Regions from separate parts of the Bos taurus genome. Here region 1 is linked to region 2. A link is a contact called in public Hi-C data. All regions are on one chromosome and are shown on one strand. The core of a region is the stretch at or near the end of the contact, and the rest is flanking DNA. Distances in the headings are between cores, read along the strand shown. Region 1 holds the start of PDCD4 (programmed cell death 4). Region 2 overlaps RBM20 (RNA binding motif protein 20).

Region 1 (5,566 bases), core at 2,025-4,524, 56 kb after region 2:
CATGGGTAGCCTTTAGATAATAGGTAAAAAGAATGTGAACATTTTACTTTATCAGATCAGATCAGATCAGTCGCTCAGTCGTGTCCGACTCTTTGTGACCCCATGAAATGCAGCACGCCAGGCCTCCCTGTCCATCACCAACTCCCGGAGTTCACTCAGATTCACGTCCATCGAGTCAGTGATGCCATCCAGCCATCTCATCCTCTGTCGTCCCTTTCTCCTCCTGCCCCCAATCCCTCCCAGCATCAGAGTCTTTTCCAATGAGTCAACTCTTCGCATGAGGTGGCCAAAGTACTGGAGTTTCAGCTTTAGCATCATTCCTTCCAAAGAAATCCCAGGGCTGATCTCCTTCAGAATGGACTGGTTGGATCTCCTTGCAGTCCAAGGGACTCTCAAGAGTCTTCTCCAACACCACAGTTCAAAAGCATCAATTCTTCGGCGCTCAGCCTTCTTCACAGTCCAACTCTCACATCCATACATGACCACAGGAAAACCATAGCCTTGACTAGACGAACCTTTGTTGGCAAAGTAATGTCTCTGCTTTTGAACATGCTATCTAGGTTGGTCATAACTTTCCTTCCAAGGAGTAAGCGTCTTTTAATTTCATGGCCGCAGTCACCATCTGCAGTGATTTTGGAGCCCAGAAAAATAAAGTCTGACACTGTTTCCACTGTTTCCCCATCTATTTCCCATGAAGTGGTGGGACCGGATGCCATGATCTTCGTTTTCTGAATGTTGAGTTTTAAGCCAACTTTTTCACCCTCCACTTTCACTTTCATCAAGAGGCTTTTGAGTTCCTCTTCACTTTCTGCCATAAGGGTGGTGTCAACTGCATATCTGAGCTTATTGATATTTCTCCTGGAAATCTTGATTCCAGTTTGTGTTTCTTCCAGTCCAGCGTTTCTCATGATGTACTCTGCATATAAGGTAAATAAACAGGGTGACAATATACAGCCTTGACGAACTCCTTTTCCTATTTGGAACCAGTCTGTTTTTCCATGTCCAGTTTTAACTGTTGCTCTCTGACCTGCATATAGGTTTCTCAAGAGGCAGGTCAGGTGGTCTGGTATTCCCCTCTCTTTCAGAATTTTCCACAGTTTATTGTGATCCACACAGTCAAAGGCTTTGGTATAGTCAATAAAGCAGAAATAGATGTTTTTCTGGAACTCTCTTGCTTTTTCCATGATGCAGCAGATGTTGGCAATTTGATCTCTGGTTCCTCTGCCTTTTCTAAAACCAGCTTGAACATCAGGAAGTTCACAGTTCACATATTGCTGAAGCCTGGCTTGGAGAATTTTGAGCATTAGTTTACTAGCATGTGAGATGAGTGCAATTGTGCGGTAGTTTGAGCATTCTTTGGCATTGCCTTTCTTTGGGATTGGAATGAAAACTTTACTTTATAATAGGTCCTTTTAAGGGTAATTTGCTTGAAGATAGTGGTTGTTTTAAATGCTTTTAAAAATAGGTAATCATATCCTACTCTTTCGTTATTTCAGTTCTTGGGGGGCTTCCCTATTGCAGTCTGTGTGTGCCATAGGTTATATGTTAAAAGAATAAATGAAAGAATCTGCAGGAGTCAGAAAAAGAGAAACTGAGCAGAAAGAGCAGGATGGATGAAAAGAGCCAGCAGTCAGTGCTCAGTGGAGGACAGAGGTGCTCTGTCAGAGAAGGGAATGGAGACAGTTGCAGGTGATGGGAGAAAACAACAAAATGAAATTGACTTTTGATCAGGAAGCTTTGCTTTTAAACAGTGACTGGTAAAGCTAATTCAGAGCCTGGCCATGCCAGGAGGTGTGGATGAGCACCAACTGCTGAGAACCTTTGTGAACCTGGATCAAGTCGGATTTATTGCACTGTTACAATAAACGTGCAAGACATTTTTTAAAGCCCTACAACAATAACAGATGAATAACACAGGTCTCGCTCTCCACGAGGTGAAAGGCTAATGGGCAATAAGAGAGATTCAGATAAAATGCCAGGTAGAATGTGAGCAGTGTCTCTATAGGTGCAACAAGTCCAAACTGAAGAATTAGGGGACTGCAAGATCATATCAAAACATATGGAACATAGAGCGGTCCAAGTGGGCTCCAGTCGGTGGTGTGTGTGTGTGTGTGTGGATTGGGAGTGGTGTGGAGAGACATGACTAGAAAGTCTTGACGTCACAGCCAAAGGGCCATGAAGGCGGGGCTGAGGTGATGCTCCAAGCAGGTAGCGGGAAGCTGGTGAAAAAGGTTTTCGTGTTGTTTATGTGTTACAAATGATTCCCAGGCAGGGTGACTGGCAGAAAGAGGTAAACTAGGAGAAGGCGCTTGCTGGTAGGGGAGGATGCAATTTGGTTCCAAAGAGGCTACGGACACCCGTGAGGTGTTGCACATCAGACAATGGGAAAATCTAGCCGCAGATCCTGGCTGAGTCATCTCCCGAGAGGACAAGAGACAGCAGAAAGTTCTGGTGGTTGTCTCAGGTAACAGGGAAGATAGGGAGGATGTGAGGAAAAGACTAGCCAATCCTAGACAGGAGGAAAAGATGCACGAACAGCCACAGGAGGCCGAAGTTTCAATAACGAAATTATAGCCATGGTTGAAAACCTCAACCTTGGAGCCGGAAACGTGTGTTTGAATCCCAGGAACCCGAGTAGTCACATTTAGCAAAGGGACTTCAAAGAGTTTTTGAGTCTGTTTTCTCATCTATGAAATGTGAGTGATTTTTTACCGCAAAGGATTGAGAGCATTCACTAATATTCTTAGCATGGGGTTTGCACACAGTAGGGGCTAAGGAGTGAGCAGGGGCCAGCGGGAGAAGGAATTAGAGAAGTTAAGAGTATTCCCCTGAGGAGTGTCGGGAAATGGAGGCCGGGACCCTCAGGAAGCCCAAAGCGTTTGCTTCAGCCGAGGCTGCTGACCGGCGTGGAAGGATGGGTGCCCGCAGCCTGAGGCTTTGCCCTTCCGTCCTCACTTCCCTCCAGCCGGGCCTCCCAGCAGCAACCCACTCCATAACTCCCTGCCGCCCCCCTCAACTCCCCGCCCCCAACCTCCCCAGCCACTCTACTCGGTTCCCCCACCAGCCAGGCCCCAAAGCCTGATGCGCATGCGTCCTCCCGCGCCTTTGCCCAGCTTTCCACGTTTCACTTCCCTCCTTTTCCCTCCGCAGCGCCAGCTCCATCGCTACGATTGGCCAGAAGACCTCCTCGGATTGGCCAATAAACGGCGCCCTGTCGCCCCCGTGTTACTGGGTAGAACAAAACAAAAACAAACAGAGCGAGAGGGGCCAGAGACGCTCGGAGGCAGCGGCAGACGCTGAGGTGCGGGGTCGGGGCCGGCTGACCAGAGACCTGGGCGAGCAACAGCGGCGGCGACGGCGGCGGCCTGAGGGGTCAGTAGCGGCGGCCCGGCTCGCGCGGTCGGGAGGACTGCGCCCTCTCCCACAGCCCCTATCTTCAGAGGCAGCCGCTCGTTGAGGGGGGAGGGGGCCGGGGGGTTGTGGAGGCGGCGGCCGAGTCTGGGTCAGGCTGGCGGGGCCGGCGTCCGCCGCCTCCTTGGAGTTCGGCAGGCCCAGCCGCGTCCGCCCCAACGCCCTGGGCTGCGGAGAACCGGCCCCGGTGCCCTCCTTCTGCCCCCGGCCGGGAGCGTGGCGCCGCGGGCCCGCCCCCTCTTGGACCCCCTCCAGGCTTAGCGGGGCGCGCGAGGCTCTCGCCGTCGAGGGGCTCCTCGCCCCCCAGAAGGCCGACTTTTCATTTTCCTCTGGGGGTGGGCGTCGGGAGGCGGGTTTCTGGCCCGACTGAAATCCTGTGAGGAAGGTTTGCGCCCTCCCCGCCCTCCTGGTCTCCTTGGTGGCCGGCTCTGAAGATGCGGCCGGGCGTTCCCAGACCCGGCCCACCGGAGCCCGGGCCCGGCCGCCCGCCCGCGTCCAGCACCACGCGGGGGTCGGCCTGGCCTGGGGTCTGCAGGAGCCCGGGCCTGCGCGGCGGGGAAGCGGGCCGGGCCGCAGCGGGAGGGGCTGCTGGGAGGCGGCCACGTGCCTGCCGCCCCGGCCCTGCGAGAACTTCGCGGCGCCTCAGGTTGGGTATAGGGTCGCTTGTTTAGTTTAAATGAAATCTCCCGGAGAAAACAAAGGCAGGGAGGGAGCCCCCTTTCTGTGTAACGTGTGCTCTGTCTGCTGCGTTTGTCTATTTGATGCTGCGGTGTATGCGGGGAGGCTTTTTTGGTTTGTTTGCTTTGCAAGAGCTTTAGAACTGCCTTCGGAAGTCAAAATCGCCGGTCTCCCCTGGCCCTAGTGAGAACTGACTGCGTAGCCAGCAGTTGTGAGATACTGACAGAGGAGTAAAATGACTAAAAATGCACCTTTCTCGGGGTAGGGGGGAATGTCACCGCCTGTTTTTCCCTGCATTTTCACTGTTAAATTAGACTTTTGGCATTCTTGCTAACGTAAGGCTTTTTAGGAACTCACCACTCACTTTTTAAAGGATCACTACAGATATGTTGTAAATTTACTTATTGGTATTTATGCCTTTGAGCTTTCCTGGCGGCTCAGTGGTGAAGAATCCGCCTGCCAGTGCAGGAGATGCTGGTTCGATTCCTGGCTCCGGAAGATCCCTTGGAGAAGGAAATGGCAATCCACTCCAGTATTCTTGCCTGGGAAATCCTGTGGACAGAGGAGCCTGGAAGTCTACAGTTCATGGGGTTGCAAGAGTTGGACACAACTTAGCTACTAAACTGCCACCACCATTTGTGCTCTTAACTTCCCTTTTTTATAGGTTTATTAAACTCCTTAATATCTTAGCAGGCGTCTTTGAATTTTATTTTGATTGGTTTTTCTGTTGTAATAATGAGAAAGGAAAAGTAGTTGCTAAAAGTGTAAAAATAAATGACATTTTGCTATTTTCCCTCATTTTTGCATCATTGTGGTTGAGTGCTTTTAGCTGATTTTAAGTGGCTAGTTAGCAGTGACTGTAGCCCTGGAGTGAATACAAGTTCTTTTCTAGTTAACATATGGCCTAAACTTCAAAAAACAGTCAAAGTGGTTTATGAGGTATATTTCAGGAAATAGGTTTTTTTAGGGGAGGTAGGATGGGAAAGTGAGGGTCTTTTGGGGAATGTCTTGGAAATTGATGCTTCTGCCTGTATGTTTCTGTGAAACACAATGGATAAATGAAAACTGTTTAATTTCAGCCTTTAATTTTGTCTGACTTACAGCTTTATTGAAAATTTTCTAGTTTTGTGTGAAGAATGTGGAGTTTAGATTTTTTTTTTTTGCTTTACATTTTTCTTAAGTTTGTGGCAAAAATCTTATGGATTGTTAAGTAACTGGAAGCTCATTACTTTGAAGACAGTAAAAACATGGGACTTATCTTTATCCTTCTGTAAATTCTAAAACATCTGTGTTGTTATCAAGTGTCCCTGAGTTCTTGAATGTGTTAATCATTGCCAGAAGACCCAGACAGGGCTTTTTGTTGTTGTTATAGTTATTTAATAAAAACAAACTTGATAAACTATAGTCATTACCTGATAATGTTCTTTGTCCAACTGAGTGTTTTTGTGTAATAATTTAGATATTATTTTTAGTGTTA
Region 2 (6,253 bases), core at 1,244-3,743:
AATGAAGCATTCAGGCAGGAAGGTGCAGGGAGGATATAATTGTTTTTACATTTTGGAATCGTCATTCCCGAGGACCTTGGGGAGAACACACTTGGGAGGAGGCTGCCGAGCAGAAGGGGAGACCAGTTAGTAGGTGGTTTAGCAGTGACCCCAGCCCTGTGGTGACAGCACTGCCTGCAATAGTCAGGACCTAATACTTTGCTCCCTAAGCTGGTGGGTGGGGATGGGGTGGGGCGCGAGGGCATTGGTTGCCTTTGTCTGTTCCCTGTAAGCTGCTGTCACCTGGAAATGGTCCCAGGTCTAGGGATGCCCTGAAAGGCACTGCGGTGTGGCCTTTGCCTGCAGGGATGAAGGGCAGGAGGTCCTTCTGGCGAGGGGCTTTCCAGAGGCTGGGTTGTCCCTGCCTCTCCCAGCTAGAACTGGAGGGAGTCTCTTTACTGTGTTGATCTGGATATGTGGCTGCAGAAACTGCCTGGGAAGGGTACAGGCTGTTTATTTTGACAAGAGAGGGCAGTGGGTAATTTATTCAGGAAAAATAAAGAAAAGTGGCCCCCTGTTGGTAGAAGCTCTGGGTTCTGAGGGCTAAAAAGGCATTTGGAGCTGCTTTCAGCTCAGGTCAGCTCAGAAGGCTAGAGCAGAGATTCTGCTGCAAACACTGGAAAGAGCAAAGACTTGAGGATTTCAACTGTCTTTCCCTGTCCAGTCATATCTAGTTAAACCCGTCAGCCCTGAGCTCCCAGCCAGGCTGGCTCCTTGTCAGCAAAGAGAGGTGTGTCTGCTCGTAAGAAATCAGAGCGAGAGTGGTTTACTTTGAGCCAACCTCAGCCAGAGTTGTCGAGAAAATGCAGCTTGCTCCCAAGAACATCCGGGAACACTCATTGCTTTGGTGGCCAAAGTTTAAGTCATGGGAGAATATCCTCAAGCTTCTAAAATGGGGGTTGGCAAATGTTTTTCTACAAAAAAAAACAGAGAGTAATTATTTTCAGCCATGTGGGCAAGTACGCTAAATTGAGGATATTATGTAGGTACTTGTATCATCATTTAGCATGCAACTGTTTAGAGATGTGAGAAGCATTGTTTAGTTCACAGACTGCACAGAAAAGAGGCCCTGGGTCAGATTTGGCTTGAGGATGGGAGTTTAATGACCCCTGTTTTAAAGGCGGGTCAGAGACCCTAATTCTCAAAGCAAACACCTGCTTCAGTTGTTCACTTTCCCAGACATGAGTGCTAGCATGAGGGACTTAATCTGAGGGAAGGGGGAGGAAGGAAGGTGGGAAAGGATTGCTAGCTGGGGCGATAACTCTAGGACAGACATAAGTCAAAAGTGAGGTGACGGGGCCCTGATTGGATGACAACACGCTTCCTAACCCTAAGTGGCCTGGAAGTGATTTTTTTATGGCTAATACAGATCTGTTATGAGACGTCACCATGATGGTTATGAACCCCAGGATCAGATTCCCCTTGTCCCCTTTATTCACCCTGTCTACAGATATCATGGCTGCAAAAAGTATCCAGTTTGCCAGGGATTTCTATCTCCCTAAAGTCCTCAGGGAAAACATTAGTGAAACATCTCTCTGCCTCCGTTTGTCTGTGTGACCTCGAGCAAGTTACTTAACCTCTCTGAGCCTCAGTGTCCCCATCTGTAAAAAGAAGACGATAACAGCCCCTGCCTCCAAGGGATTTTGTGAGGATAAAGGAAGTGATGTGTGTGAAATGCATCTGGCATCATTAGTTGTTCTCAATAATGTTCTTTTTCTCCTGGTGTGCCCTCTGTCATTGTTCACTATTGATTTGGTTTGTTCTGTGCTTCCTTTGCTAAGGCTGGAAAAGAGGAACAGGATAGCATGGAAGAGAGTCCCCCGTCAGTGGGCAGACAAGAGAAGGAAACAGAGTCCTCCGATACAGAAAACAGAAGGGCAAGGAAGGTAAAGTTTGTGCCAGATGCTGGCAGTGTAGCCACATCGGCACAACGGCTCTGGGGCACCAAGTCACAGGCCTCCCCAAGTCATAGGCCTTCCCGTGCTGCCTGGGGGTGACCTGCTTGCTGCATGGCATGTGTCTGAGACCCCAGCAGTGGGTCCATGAATGAAGCCAGCACTTTCTGGAGTAATGGCTTCACCTGGGACCTTTGCACAGTCTTTATTGAAGAGATCTTTACCACCTGCCTGGGCTCTGTCTCCATCTTCAGGAACTTGGCTGTGCTCATAAGAGAAAGCATGTGCCCACAAAAGACTCCAGGCTACAGAGCCAGACTCCCAAAATAGGCAGGTCCTGGGGAGGGGCTGCAGGCAGAAGGGGGCTTTGGGTACTCAGGCTGGGGCCCTGACCTCAGTAGGCCCTGACGCTGGGATTAACCAAACATCTCCTGTGCTTGTGAAGATTATTTTACTTAATTAAAATGAAAAACCCAGTCACAGGGCTGGGGCTGCCACAGCAAAAAGAAATGTCCTTGGAGCGTGGCCAGCTTCATGCCTTTCCAGTCAGAAGAGGCAGGGAGATGAGTATCACTGGCTGGAAGCTGATCTCCTAAATCTGGCTGCCGGGCCTCTGGGCCACTGGGGACGTGAGGGAAAGTCTCGGGAGGAGCCAAGTGTGAACTGTGGCTATGGAGGGTTGTACCCTTGCTGGGAGAGGGTGTTTGGGGGGACCTTGTAAGGGCTTCGCTGCAGTTACATTTAGTGATGCCCTGCAAGCAAGGTGATGCGTTTAGAGCTTATAACTTATTCATTCAAAAACTCTCTCAAAACTTAAAAAAATAAAGTTTCTAGAAATTAATCATAAAAAGATGAGCAGAGATTATTATCTATTAATAGGAAGTATGTGGAGCTTCTCTGGTGGCTCAGATGTTAAAGAATCTGTCTGCAATGCAGGAGACCCAGGGTTTGATCCCTGGGTCAGAAAGATCCTTTGGAGAAGGGACCGGCTACCCACTCCAGTATTACTGCCTGGAGAATCCCATCGGCTATAGTTCATGGGGTTGCAAAGAGTCAGACGCAACTGAGTGGCTAAGCACCAGTATGGAGTGCTTCACGATAGGAAGTAGGCTAAATACATTTGACTGGAATCCTACATGGGCGTTAACAGTTACGGTAGAGATGTAGATTCTATGATATAGAAGCACCTCTAAGCCATAATACCAAATAAAAATGTAAGCTACCCACAGCTGAAAACAAAACAAACAAAAAGCCCTATCTTTTTATTGAACACCTGTTTATGTACCAGGAGTTGAGATTCTTTGTGCCACTTGGTGGGTTAAGCATTAAGGGCTTACTCCAACTCCTGTGCTATTTTGAGGCCCATCCTAGGGATGAATCAGTGATGAGAGATTGAATGGTTTACAGCTCCTAATTACCCAGGTAGCAGTAAGATTGCGCAGCATCTTTCCGGTTTGAGGGGCCCTGTGGTCACAATTTGCACCCTCTTCTGGTTAAATACTAAGAACCAAGCCTCAGCCACCCTCTGACCTCCATCCGCATTTTTATTCAGGAGCAGGATTCGGAGAGTGGAAGTGAGGCTGAGGGTGAGAGCTGGTACCCCACGAACATGGAGGAGCTGGTGACAGTGGATGAGGTAGGGGAGGAAGAAGATTTTATCATGGAACCAGACATCCCAGAACTAGAAGAGATTGTGCCCATAGACCAGAAGGACAGAATCTCTGCAGAAATATGTCCCTGTGTGACAACTGCCTTAGACCTGGACTTTACCAAAGGTTTCGCCAAGGAGGGAGTCAAGACCATCGGGAATGGGGCTGGAGAAATCAGCCTCAAGTCGCCCGAAGAACTGCCTTCTGCTTCAACGGGCTGTCCCAGTGACATGGACGTGGAGATGCCTGGCCTAAATCTGGATGCTGAGCGGAAGCCAGCTGAATGCGAGACAGGCCTCTCCCTGGAGGGCTCAGATTGCTACGAGAAGCCCGCAAAGGGAGGAGAGAGCTCAGATGTTCGTCTGGCCCCTCCACTTCTGCAAATGTCTTCCCCCAAGCCAGCAGAGGAGAGGGCCTGGCAGCCCGGCCCGTTTCTCGATGACTGCAAGGCCAGGGGGACCCCCGAAGATGGGGCTGGTGAAGGCAGCCCCCTGGAGGAGAAAGCCGGCCCCCCCACTGAAACCGACCTCCAAAGCCAGGCTTGCCAAGGAGCGTCGACCCCGGGTAACTACCTCCCTTTTTCCTCCCTTTTTCTCTGTCGGTTGGGTTGATCTGACCACTGCTTCCCTGGAGCGGTGTGTGGGCAAGTGCAGGCTGGAACCAACAGAAGTCAGGGTTCAGCCAGTGTGAAAGCTGGTGCAGGAGGCAAGCTGAAAATCCTGATTAAACTGCTAGAGCTTTGAGTCAGTGGTTAGCTCTTAGCTTTTAGGTAGGGGACGTTGGGTAGGAGATCGCACATTTTCTGAAAAGCAGACTCAGATGGGACGTACTTCTTTGCCTTGACAGGAGCCCAGATGAACTCTGACAACTAAATTAGCAAGTGTTTGGGATTATCAAAGGAGCTTTGGTTCCTGGGGATCAGCAAGCAGCCTCTCTTGCCTGCGCCACAGAGGACCACCCAGGCCGTTACTTTGTGAGGCCTGAGTGAGGGGGCAGAGCTTCAGAGGGCAAGAAAGGAGAGAAAGGAATGGGCAGAGGGCAGAATGATGGGCTCACAAAGGGGCCTGACTGGTTTCCCTTCTCACCATCTCAGACCCACTTTTCTCCAGGGTCTGATGGTGAAACCAGACTTGTCTTGGGATCTCCTCCACCTCCATTGGAGGTGATGTTGTGTCTGTGCCTGGCACTATGACATCATGAAGACAGAGTTTAAAATAGGCTAAGCCCGGTCCTCTCTGCCAAGTGGAAACTAAGATCCAGCAAGAGCTGTGGGAGGAGGGGGGAGGTGTGGCCCTCCGTGTTCTCCCAATGAAAATAGCTAGAAATTCATTTTGCAGAAAGCCTGTGGCATTCCAGAGTTTGAAGGAAGTGGGGATAAGAGTCCAGGGCAGAAAATAGAGAGGAAGGGCTTAAAAATAAATATTTCAACTCAGTGCCCTGTGGTTGGCACAAACTGGTTGGTGAGCGGGTGGTCTGGGCTTCCCTCCATGTCAAGCTGACCTGAGCTCTCTTTCACCTGTGTGGATCTGAGCCTCCATGGAAACTCTGCCGTGAGCTGCCTTGTTGCTAGAGCATTGCTGAGGCCTGGGCTGTGTCTAGAGAAGGCAAGAATAAAGGAGGAGCGAGTGCCATTCACCTTGCTCGGATTGAACCTCCTCTGTGTTGTAGTATAGGTCTTGACATGCACTGGTGTTCATCGCTCATTAGCTTCCCCAGTGTTTGGAGTTCATATTTAATAGCACTGCTCAATAGGCTTGGGGTGAGGATGGCATTGCCTCTTCTGCCCGCCTCTGTGCTCCTGTGGATGTCAGCACAATTTTTGCACTTCAGTGATTCTTGTGCCTGCAGAAATGGAGTGATACTGAATCGGGGGCACGGGTGTGGATCATTCCAACCGAAGGCATCAGAGGCCCATCCCCCACAGAGCCAGTGCAAAGATTTGCCAAGTTTTCTTGTGTGTGGCGTTCTTTTGGCAGCCGTAAAAGCTCTTTATTCTAGCACTTTGGTTCTAATTAGCAGCCCTGGCCCTAGTCTCATGTTATTAAGCAGCCCCAGGACTATTTCCCATTACACAGTGCAAGGAACAGAATTGCAGGGATTCTTGGAGGCAGGTTGTGTTTCATTGGTATTCTGTCCCGGCTCATGTTTTGCAGAAAACTCCAGGTACTCAGAAATGAAATCTCTGGACGTGAGGTCACTGGAAGATGCTGAAGTGGAGCTGAAACAGCCCCTTTCTTTGCCTTCCTGGGAACCAGAGGATGTGTTCAGTGAACTTAGCATTCCTCTAGGTGGGTGAGATACTCAGTCCTTCCTGAGAATTCAGTTCCAGGGGACGATAGTTCTGTAATAATGTCTAAGAGCTTGAGAAGGCTGTTCGTCATTTTGTTGTAGTATTAATGTCTGATGCAATCACCCAGATTAACCTGCAGCTTTAAAGTTTCTTGCAATTTCAGTCTCCCATAGTAGACCAAGATAGCTCATGGGGCCAGGCTTTGAACGGCACTGCCCTAGGAGCCAGAGCAAAGAGACTTGTTTTTCCTGTCAGGAAATGTTTTATTCCTAACCGCACAGCCCTTATTCAGCCCAGGTAGTGGCGGCCGACCAGCTGCCACAGAGTCAACAGAAATGCCCTGCTGGCCCCAGCACTTCTCCAAACAACGCTGCTTTTTT

The links. Hi-C and Micro-C count contacts between places; a contact is called where the count stands out from the background.
Region 1: a Hi-C map of an unstated tissue shows a contact between it and region 2, with 2.2 times the contacts expected there. The contact joins the promoter of PDCD4 here to the enhancer-like site in region 2. A contact is called at or near these places in 2 of 11 Hi-C or Micro-C datasets (liver and an unstated tissue).

What each region holds. Positions count from the first base shown.
Region 1 is chr26:31,433,183-31,438,748 of ARS-UCD2.0, forward strand. PDCD4 (programmed cell death 4) reads left to right here and starts at 3,275. Exons shown (of 12, transcript NM_001083647.1): 1 at 3,275-3,372.
Region 2 is chr26:31,378,453-31,384,705 of ARS-UCD2.0, forward strand. RBM20 (RNA binding motif protein 20) reads left to right here. Exons shown (of 14, transcript NM_001192613.3): 10 at 1,821-1,925; 11 at 3,487-4,147; 12 at 5,737-5,871. Among named protein-coding and RNA genes, the nearest start is that of PDCD4, 55 kb to the right of the region's middle. Within about 2 kb of position 2,494, at least 20 of the 102 cell types and tissues checked have an H3K27ac peak or open chromatin away from gene starts, as enhancers often do.